2 separate regions of the Dromaius novaehollandiae genome follow, and region 1 is linked to region 2. Evidence: chromatin contacts called from public Hi-C data. All regions are on one chromosome and are shown on one strand. Each heading gives the region's core, a stretch centred on a gene start, on an enhancer-like site or on the middle of the called end of the contact. The rest is flanking DNA. Distances are from core to core; before and after follow the strand shown.

The links. A called contact is a pair of places that touch in the nucleus more often than the background predicts.
Region 1: a contact with region 2 is called in a Hi-C map of liver, with 9 times the contacts expected there. The contact joins the enhancer-like site here to the promoter of ANGPT1 in region 2. A contact is called at or near these places in 2 of 4 Hi-C or Micro-C datasets (brain and liver).

What each region holds. Positions count from the first base shown.
Region 1 is chr2:141,118,251-141,124,068 of bDroNov1.hap1, forward strand. No RefSeq gene overlaps it. Among named protein-coding and RNA genes, the nearest start is that of ABRA, 35 kb to the right of the region's middle. Within about 2 kb of position 2,096, at least 2 of the 2 cell types and tissues checked have open chromatin away from gene starts, as enhancers often do.
Region 2 is chr2:140,820,280-140,825,878 of bDroNov1.hap1, forward strand. It overlaps ANGPT1 (angiopoietin 1), which reads left to right and starts at 2,899. Exons shown (of 9, transcript XM_026119552.2): 1 at 2,899-3,595. The coding sequence starts at 3,299.

The DNA of each region.
Region 1 (5,818 bases), core at 846-3,345, 300 kb after region 2:
TGATAGCATGCACACTGCAGTTCTCTGAGGAACACTTGTCTTCTGAACATTGCAGCGTTAAACTAGATGGGAGGGCAGTCATATCACAATATGCAATTACGGAAAGGACAAATGAAAAGAAGTCTCTGTCAGACCATAAAGACAAAAGGACACCATTGCAGGGTCAGTCAAGTGCTAGCCAAAGTAAGCTCTGCTTCTGTCAGTCTTGCAACTCATGAGAAAAACATCAAACATGCCTTTGGGTAACAACATATCTGCATTGTAGCTCCATCCCCTTCTGCAACAGAGACGGAAGTCCAGTGCTGAATGTGAACCCGTGATGACAGTCTGGATCCAGAAGCTATTAGCCTGAAGCTTTCTGACTGCTAGGACATGGGTCAGGCTACCTATTATTTCTTCACAAAATATTGCAAACAGTCACTATCAAAGGCTAAGGTTATAATTCTATATCTTTGATTTTAAAGTCATACTAAGGTGCCAGCATATTATGCCTTTCTAGACTGTCCCTCTGACGATATTCTCTTCACAGGGGTGAAAGCCTTCAGCTTTTTTTCCATTTTTTCCCCAAGCAAAACATTTGTCTCTCTCAGTCCCACTCATCTTGGAGGTGCTTCTACCCCTCACTCTGGGTCCTTCAGCAGATACAAAAGAGACTGAACATCCATCAGATACTTACCTTTCTGGGAATAGCCAGCCTGAGAAGTTTCCAGGCACAGCAGACATCCTTCTCAAAAGGCATCAGCTGCTGTATATTAGTAGGAGATACCTGGCTGCAAAGGAAAAGGAAAACACGTTGTCCTGTGCAGTCTGGTAACACAGCCTGCCTCTCCCACCCAAAAGACAACATTAAACTCCCACAGAAGCACTGGCTATCAACATTTCCATGACCTAGCACCTCTGTATATTACTTCCAGCACAGTACAGACCACTTTCCTAATCATCTCCATCATGAGTGTTATGAATGAGTGTCCAGCCACTAGGCTTTCTATTACCCTATCATCTCCTACATCCTTTCCTCAGACTGAAGCCTCTCTCCACAGCTCCCTCCAGCAGAACCCCTGTCTCCTTCAACCTCCCATTGTGTTGTCTTCACAGCATAGGGCCTCAGGCACTTGACTAGTAAAGACAACCCACATTTCCTAAAATCTGTGCTCCTTACCTCACCTGCCTCATCCCTGCTCCAGCATCCCTGAGGGGAAACGTAAATCACAGGACAGGTGGGTTCCTGAAACAGACACTATGAGCAGATTAAGTTAACGATCACAGCAGCTAGTTATCAACTGTCAAGTGAGCAGCGTTCAAGAGCATCATCTGCAATAACTGCTTGTCTGCATCACTTGGTAGCGCAGGTCATCTGAATTCTGAGGTAAGCTCCTGATCACAGGACAGAGACACAGAGCAGAATATGTAGAAAGCTTCTAGAGAAAATCTATTCTGCAAGTAAAAGGCCTCAAGCAAATGGGGACATTGCTTTGCCATTTCAACAAGATGGCTTCATGTGGAGACATCATGCATAAAGGAACGCTGCAAGGAGAGGCCACATGTACAGGGAGGGGAGCTACATCTCGAAGAGCAAACTCATTTGCAACGGTGACCATACCCAGACTCTGGGACTTTGTACCTATTCTGTTAAATTATTAGAATGGTCTCTGGTGCTGCTTTGGCCTCCCAAACAGCATGCTTTCCCCATTCCCACGCATGGCTTAGGAGCCAATGGGCCATACGTCATTCCCAAGAGGCAGCTGTCCTGCAGGTGGCCACCCTGTTTTGGAGAGAGGCAGAGTTTAATAATATGAACAAGGGCTGTTCTGCACCAGGCAGTTTCAGTGCCAGAGAATGGACATGGACACATTTAATTTACTTGTACTGATGTAGCCAGAATGGCTGAGAAGCCCATGGACTGCAGCTACAGCACAAGCTAAGAGAAACACGCCAGGAAAGTTGCGACGGGCAGAAAGCCCAGCTGAACAATAGGAGACAGAAATGCATCCTGCTGCATCCAGCACGCTCAGCTGCACTCACTTTCCTCCAAGGCTGAACAGCCTCAATCAATTACAGGCCTCCCTCCCTTTGCTGCAGGCACAACAAGCCAATCCCAAATGATCTCCCGAAAATAGCATTTCCTGTACACTGAAGATTTGCTCCAGAATGCTGTAACCCTATGCAGCACTGCCACATTCACTTTGAAGTGGTTCATGCATCACCAGTGTACCACAGCGTGGGAACTCCACTTCATGTATCATTAATCCTGCCCTGGAATAGGAAAATGGACAAGGTGACCTTTGGAGATCTTTCCTAGCCCTTTCTTCTATGATAAATACAGATTTAGGACACAAATGTTCCAGTTTCCTTAAAAAAAAAAAAAAAAAAAAAAAAAAAAAAAAAAAAAAGGCATCCACAATCTTTATACTTCACCAGAAGGAAAGAAAACATTTAAAGAAATAATCCAAGCCATGGTCATTTAATGCCTGAGAAAATATATGAGTCTGCCAAGCTCAGTCAGACTCTGAGACCAATCAAAGAGGCCAATTTTATATTCTGTGGACCTCCCATGAGAATGCTCTACTAATATTTATAGCTCTGCTTTGATTTGGGTGATTGCCCAACCTCCTTAGCTGAACTGATCTACTAACCCAGTGTCAGGAAAAATGAAGTAGTTTTTTCTCTCCTGTGAAAGCTGCACAATAGGGTGCTTGCTCTACATCCAAGTCTCAAGCCCTAGCCACCAAGTCTAAAAGATCTAGACTTGTAACCACACTTTTGGGTCAGTGGGACTTCAGGTCCTGCTGCACTGATGCTTGCCAAGTGAGACTTGCAGTGATACTCTAAGTAACATTACAATTTATTCCTTAGTTACGCTTTCACATTGAAAGTCTGAGACGTATTCACATTAATATTTTCCCTTGAGCATTAAGGGCTTCCTCACAGGTGCACTTTCCCAGCCAGTGTATGGATTATTCATCATCATAACATAATCGCTTCTACTACTGCTCCTCCAAATGTCCATCTAGGCATTTTTACTACCAGTACATGCGAGACAAATCAGAATAGGAAAAAAATTCAGGTACAAGACATCTTTCTAGGTTCATTATTAAGTTTCAACCATGGTCTGTGTGTCTACATTTTACAGATATACTCTAGATCAAAAAAGTTTACATACTCTTTAGAACTTGCAGATAAAATGATCAGACTCAAATTATTTACAGTTATCAATGACACAAAAAAGCTTATCAGAATGGGTTTTATACGTAAGATCAAAACCTAATAGTGATCACTGAACCACTGCATGTTCACCACTGAACAACATCTCGAAATATCTGAAAGCCAACAAACTATAATTCCATTACATGTATATTGACCAAAGACAACTCAAAGAAGAGAAGGAACATATTCTTTATTTGAGAGTACTATTTCAGGCCTTTTATATCTTTCTTCTCCAGAGAGCCCTTTTAGAAAGCTGAACTAATTAAGTTCACTCTTGCTCAGCTTTCAGCAATAGCCTTGATTTTTTCTATTCCCTCAGCTTTTCCATGTAGTTTCTTTTTCAACATGCCCTGTTGCTTAAAAGCAAGTGCCTTTTTTTAAGTCATATTGTAACACAATTGAAAGACCAGTCAAAGGTTAAACATAAAAAATGAAAGAATATGTTTCATAAATCTAAGGTCCTGCAGGTAAATGAAAGGAAGTCACTCCTCTTTGTTCACATACCAAAAAACTACAGTTGCAGAAAAACGTTTTTCATGCCCTAACTACTGATTTTTTTAAGCTTATTTAAACTTCAGAATGACCACAAACTTTCCTGTTCTGAAAAACAGTCAGTTACAGGAGAAAGAGTTCTTACAAATCCAAGTTGATGAACAATTTACATACAAGCTGACTGAATTTTTTTGCGACTTGAACATGGTCTAAATCCGCTCTGCTTTTCTAGTAAGAAAAAACATTATTTCATAATTTTTAATAAGTCATTGGCAGACTTCCCATCCTTCATTTGTGGGAGAAGTCCACTTCACGCCATTAAGTAACTCCATTGATTCAAAAGGCTGAATCATGACAAGATCATATTGAGGAAAAGACAGTGCATAGAACTTTTTGAGTGCTTCAGATCAGAAATCCTAAAAAAAGCCCCATACTTTTCAGTGTCAAATTTCAGTAAGTCTATTTCCAAGATAGATGACCCAGATTTTTAAAGGATTTCAGGAAAATAATCTTTCTGAATCCTTTGTGAAAGTCCAAAATTTAGTTCCAAAATTGTCTAACAGGAAGGGTTAACAAAAGCATCTCCAAAATTGTCTTCAGAAAAGACAGGATTAAGTTTTCTTCTTCTAACGTTAGTTGTTCATTATATTGTGGCCCAAAATCCTGCTGGACAATCCTGTTCTATAGCAAATTGATCTGACAGCTGTTTATCACTATTTCGTTATAATGCCCATCCTTTCAGGGAAGGCTTTTTATGTTCCAAAGAAAAGGAGTCCACTTTCCCATCTGTCCTATCCTTTGAACTCATGCCAATTGCTTTTAAACTTTCCCAGACATGCACCCAACCTAGGAAACTGTGTTGCTTAATGTTATGAGGACAACATAGTGGGGAAAAAAACTATTTATTTCTTAGCAAGACTTTCATAAACACAGTGGCTTTACTTGAAAGCCATAACTATTTGAAAGCAAAAGTTCCAAGATTCAAGCTGCCTTGGATCTGACGTCACCTCTTCATCCAGATCAGGTGAGCCTTCTCGTCTGAGCCTTTCACATAACTATGTCTCACTCTCTTTCTGCTTCCTGCTGTGCTGGGGAGAGGCCTAGCTCTTCCCGGCCGTACCTGCCTGTGTGCGTCTGTGTGGAAAAAAAGCGTATTGTTCCATTGAGGTGAAACACAAAGTCAAGGGTCTGCCTTATCATTCAGCACTGAGGAGTATAAAAGAGGTCTGCTTCATTCACCATCCAACTTAGAAAAGTCTGCATTATAAAACTATACAGAAAAGTTCACACCATAAAGCTAATGGCACCAAAAACAATTCATATTTTCATTTCTGGATATTGCTGCTTTCTTTGTCATCCCAACATAGAAAGAATTAGTGAGCAACAACCTTATGGAGGAAATCATGTGGGTTTGATGTTTCCATGCACTGTTATTTGCCAGAAGATGATTCTGGCAGGAGGTCTAGGAGTCAGGTATCCCCTTTTGCTGATTCCTACTGTTCACAGTGTGAAGAACTATCTCTGCTAGACCAGGTACTTTCCTTTTATGTAATCTTCTGTCACACATTTTAGAGAAAAAAAAATTGTATTTCTGGAGAGTTTCAGGTGGGACTACCCCACCTCTCAGATTGTGGCTGCAAGAACCACGACATTGGATACAAACTTGATTTAAGTCATTCCAGTCACTATTTGCCTCTACATGCTCATTCCTGCTACTCCTCTTCCATGATGCCAGCACAATCATTTGTTTGACCATTTTCTGAGTAAGACTGAAAATGAAATGATCATGTTTTTATAGCAGGCAGAGCTGAAGGAGCAGGAAGCTTGGGCAAGTGCATAACTAACAGCTAGGGGTGAACTGAGGATGAAGATAACTCAGATCAGATCCTTTCCTTTAATAGGTTAGCTTGTGCAAACACAGCCTGTGAGTACATTTAGCAAGATGGCGGAAAAGCTGAGTGGAAAACCTCAAAAAAAGAGAGATCTTTGTAGACAGGTCAGGTTTACAACTTGTTCAAAAGCAATTTTAGCGGCACACCTGAGGGGAGAGAGAACTGCTGTATGAAATGGGAATAAGTGACTGGGGATGGAAACAAGAAGGCAGGAGGAAAGGAGGAATTCC
Region 2 (5,599 bases), core at 1,649-4,148:
TGGAATTAAGTGCCTGCAGAGCTGGAAACATGCTCTTTTCTATGTTTGTTTTTTCACTTTTATTGTCTGTGCTTGCATGGCCCCATGAACATGTTAGGGAAGAATATAAATTGAAATTGGCCTGGCTGGTTCAAAACCCCTGCAAAAATGAGATTGCTAAGTGTTTGGGGGAACAGTGAGTTGAGTGGTTGACCTTGACATTCCCCCTGCATGGCAGGATCAGGAGCAGCCAAGTGTCTGTGCTTCTAGTGAGGGACACTTGTGCCTGGCTCAGGGTCTGGTATAAGCGAGGGCAGCCCTGAGAGCTCACTGTGCTTCACTGTAGCCTGCAGGGCTGCCACCATCTCTGTCGTCGCTGAGGATCCTTGCATCCCAAGACTGAAGTGCACCCCAGTCCAATTCACAAGTCCTCTTATCTGCCTCTCCTTTGATCAGAAAGACTGGGGGTGACACGATGGCTCTGGGTGTTTTCCCCAGACTCCCTTCATCGCCTCCGTGCAAGACACCACAGGTTCAGGCACAGGAGACATGTCGGGTGTGCCGTGTCCTGCAACACAGATGCGGCAGCGTTAGCTCACTGAATGAGCAAGGGGACTCCATTCTCTCTCGCAGGAAAGTTTTTAGTTCGGTGTCCTAAGGGGTGATGCTCCGGCTGCTGCATGGCTCCGTCGCGCCTTCCCGCTTTGGCATCTCACTGATACGTGCTGCCCATCACCCCCACCCTGGGGCTGGGATCGGGGGCAGTCTGCTGTGGGAGGCAGGTGGTGTGGCAGCGAGCTAGGCAGGAGACAAGTGGGAAATGCCAAAGAGGCTTGCCAGTTCTGTGCGTCTGCTTGAAGGGCCTTATGGCTGTTACTCCTTAGGAAAAAGGGGACAGGAGGGGACGGAGGAGAAGTGTGCCTTAAGCCAGTGGGAGGGGGCCATGCAAAAGCAGCAAAGCATGTCTGCTGCTGCGTGAAGTCTGCTCATCTGAAAAATATTGCAAGTTTACCTTCCCACGTTCCCAGGTTCTCATGTGAGTAAAAGTCCATGGCTTAAATACTCAGCAGAAAGTGAACACAGCACGTGTGTAAAGAGCAGCATTTTAAAATAAGAATTAATATTCTAGGAAACCTTTTGTACACCCACATTTACTATGCCCCTTTTGCTGCTTTGAGGCCCTTTATTAAAGTTCTCTTTTCACTTTAAAAAAAAGCATGTATTGTTATCATGTTTATGCTCTGGTATTTTTGCTTCTCCTTATAGGGAATGACTCTTTTCATGCTTGTGCCTCGGCTCAGTGTCCGGTCCTACAGTTTTCTCCCTGATCGAAGCTCTCTGATCTTATGGTGTGAGCAAATGTCTTGCAATTACATTTCATAATAATTGCAGAGACAGTGCAATAAACCGCAGCAGAACTAGATCTGTTGGTGACAGAGCAATGTGAAAAATGCTCACAACACAGTGAACTGTATGAAGTTGATATTCAGAAGCAGAAAAAGAAAAGCCAGAGTGCAAAGGTGGGCTGAGCAGTTCAGAGGTGGAAGGATGTTCTGATTTTGCTGAAAGCAACAGTGGCGTTGGTGTTTTGCTGTTTGCTTTGCTTTCTTTCCTCCTTTTTTTCACTATATATTGGGCATACAGATGTTTTAAGACAAGCTAAGCCCCTCTCATTTCTCTACATTTTTTAGGAGATATTTCTTAGCAATTCAAAGGGAATGGTTTCTTTTTGGATGCAAGATGAAAGTCTCAGCCCCCAGGTTAGAGTAGGAATAGCTTATTCAGGAGCAGGACAGGCTTCTGGCTGAAAATTCCAGGCAGTTCTCTGAGATTGAAATTGCAGTTCTAATATGATGATAATATAATATACATACATAATAATGACAACAGCATGAGCACTGAAGGTGCTCGCATGCAGTATTCTTGCAGGTGGATTTTCTGGAAAGTTAAATTGCTACAGGTTGATTTTTAGCTGATGCACTTTTGCTGTTTAGAAGACTATCTACCTCATGAGTAAAATTGTGCAAAGTGGTCTGCGAAGGAGTTGGCTGGTATTTATGTAACAATAGTAGATCCTAGAGCAGGAACTCAGAACCAAATTTCTCTGAAGTTCAGGACTATTCTGATTCTGTTTCTAATCTGTGCATTCTGGTTTCATCTCTAGCAAATACCAAGGGCATTATTTATGTTTAAGATAGTTTCTTAAATAGTTACCACAATCCTTTTCTTGGGAAGTTACCCCTGAGAAAGTTTTTACATATAATAAGGGGACTGTATAGCCTGTACAGACTTGCAAATTGATAGAAGTGTTTCACATGTAATAATTACATAGTCCATAAGGCAATCTGGAATAGTTCAACCAGCATACCTCGGTTTTGTAACCAGTTACCTTATTTCACTAGCCAAGCATAAAATACTATTGTCATTCTGAATTGCCATTTCTCATTATTATTTGGAAACCTTAATTTCATTAAATCCTATAAAAAGCTCTCTGCAAACTCTGCTAAAGTGACACAATTGTCTGAGAAAAGTAGCAAAAGTATGTGAGGGTTAAATGTAATTTTTTTCTCATAAGTGACATTCTTCTGACTTAGGATTCTTTAATAGATACTGAGCAGTGGAGAACTGAAAGTATTTTAAATTTCAGTGCTTTGTATATTTACAGAGAGATTACAACAAACTTCTACACTTTATCTACATTTTAATAGGTCAGTGTGAACCTATGAAGTGTATTAAGGTGGACTGCCTAACTTATTAAACTTACGTGAATTCGTCAAACGCCCTTAGCAGTTGTATGCAATAGGGGCTGGAAAGCCATGCATGATTGAGGTCATGCATCCAGCCAGTTTGTAAGATGATCCCTCTGTACCGAGCCATCAGCCATCCTCAGCATAGGGGCGCACTCATACACGCATTCCTGTCAAGTCATCTTGTGAAAGGCTGCTTGCTTCCAGCTTGGCTTGAATGTGCAACCTTAATAAAACTCACTGAAGTCTGAGAGAAAATAGCAGTTCTGCAGCAGATAGTGTAGGGGAAAGAGACTGGGATATGCATATGCAGCTGACTAAAGCAGGCTACATGCTGGACTGTAACAGAGAGGAAACAATAAATCTTAACTACTATGCAATAAATATTCCCAATTTTAGCTAAAGGAAGCTATCCTAATATTGAAATTAAAAATATACCAATTTATCCAAGCTTGATTATTAAAGTACAATTCTCCAGTCCTTCTAAAGACTTTAAAGGAAATTAAGAACAAATTTAAAAAAAGAGGGAGAAAAAAGTTTTTCTAAAATTAGGAAAGGAAAGTAATAATAACATGACAATTTTCCTTTCCTTTGCTTTCCTGGCTGCTCTTCTGGCTCACATAGGCTGTAATAATCAACGTCGGGGTCCAGAAGCCAGTGGGAGAAGATATAACCGGATTCAGCATGGGCAGTGCACCTATACTTTCATTCTACCAGAACAGGACGGGAACTGTCGTGAAAGCACGACAGACCAGTACAACACAAATGCTCTTCAGAGAGATGCTCCCCACGTGGAACAGGATTTCTCTTCCCAGAAACTGCAACATTTGGAACATGTGATGGAAAATTACACTCAGTGGCTGCAAAAAGTAAGTGCTTCTTTTTCCACTTCTCATTAAATGGATTTTTTTTGTTGGTGCTTATGCTGTTCATAGTTTTCATGAGTTTCTATGAGAACTGAGGTAATAAGGATTTCTCTAGTTCTTAACTCTGCAGGGTGAGCAATCTTACATCCAGAGTGCACCCTTCATAGTGAGATTGCTCTTGGGAGCAGAATTTTCTTCACATTACTGAAAGATGCAATTTTGTAAAGCTTTTTTCTCAAGAGACCACAGATGTTTTATGAGCCAGAGTATACAAAAATACACCAGAGACTCCAATGTTGGAAGGCTTTATTAGCTAGTCTTATAAACTCCATTTATAGTTCAGAGCTTCCAATCAGATGTCATGCAGGATACCTGCTACTCTAACAGCAAAAGGGTGCATTTAAAAAAATCAACATCTAATGGCACTGTATTGAGAATATTATTATTGCTCCATAAATAGATCATGTAATCCTATTCTATCCAGCTAATCACTGGAATGACAGAGAAAAGTATATAAGCATTCACATTTTTAAATCATCACAGTAATTTTTTTTTAGTGTGTGTTACACTGGGCTTGAAAATAATGTTACAGTAACTTAGCAGAAGTGAAATACTTTTTAAGAATTTGTGCTATAGCTGTAAACTTCTACTGAACTTTTCAGTTTTTTATGTATAAGCTGCGGCTTGGCCCTGAAAAGACTTAAATATCTGAATAACTACTCAGATGAGAAGTCCCATTAATAAGGTTACTCACTCAAGTAAAATTACTTACCTTGCAGGACCTTGTCTTTGGCTTGATATTGAGAATGGTTTGAGATAGGTGACAAGTGAAAATAAATAAACTGTCTTTGTATACGATTGTAATATTCTTATTCTCACTTTGGCATGATGACCTGGCAAAACAGCAAATTGAGCAATTGGTGATGCAATTAATCATGTAGGATGGCACAAGAAAACTATCGTACATACCTATTCAAGAGAAACATCATTTAACAGTAGCACAAGATCATACTAAGAATAAACATCAATAAAGAATGAACATCAATAAAGAATGAACATCAAAAATGCTAGTAAAGATTACTAAAACTTCATATTAGCATATTTATTGCTACCTATCTCGTTTACAATTTTCATTTCCTCCAGATGGTATAGAAGACAGAAATATGTTAAAAAGCATAAACAACCCCCCTACCCTTCTAACCATGCTAAAACCTTTAGAGAGAATTTCTTGATCTCCTGGTAAATTAATTGCACTCTTTGCATATACAGTATAGCCCTAGCAAGAGAGAGATGACTATGCCCAATAAATATGTGACTATAAACCAAAATATAGTGGAGCATTTCTTTTTCAGACTATTTTCCTCAGTTTTTAATATTGTGGTCTGCTTTGGGGAATATAAGGCTGCAACTGAGGAGATGTCTTTTGTAGAGGAAAGCATTTCTTAAGAAATAATTTTACTGCACCTTGGGAGTTTAAGGCAAGGACTGAGAAGAGGAAAATTGTTATCTGTGTTTATGCACACATGATTTTACTTGAGCAAATTGCCTGCTGAATCATGCTTATGAGACTTTACTTATTCTATGTTTGTCCACTAGAGACTGAACTAAGATCACTGTTTCACTGTGAACTGAACAAGAAGAAAAATGAGTCTCTAGAGTGTGAATGTCTGAGTTAGGGTTAGTCCTCTCACACTTCAGCAGGAAGTGATTAAACAGGTAGGAAGCCCAATGAAAGGCTTTTATATCTGAGGGCTCTATATCTGCAGTGACTGTAAAACAGGCTGTGGGCAGGGCCATCCCCCCGCCCTGTCCTTCCCAGCCCCCAGCCCTCTGCATCCATAGGTTTACACGAAGCCAGGGCTGTGCACATATGCTGTGTGTCAGTTCTCTGAATGAAAGGACCCGTTTCTCTGCATGACGGAGTACAGCTCCCTGCGAACAAATGAGTCTGATGCAGCTCCATTATAGCATCTCTGAATACTGAATTTGCTTTGTTGCTGCTGCCAT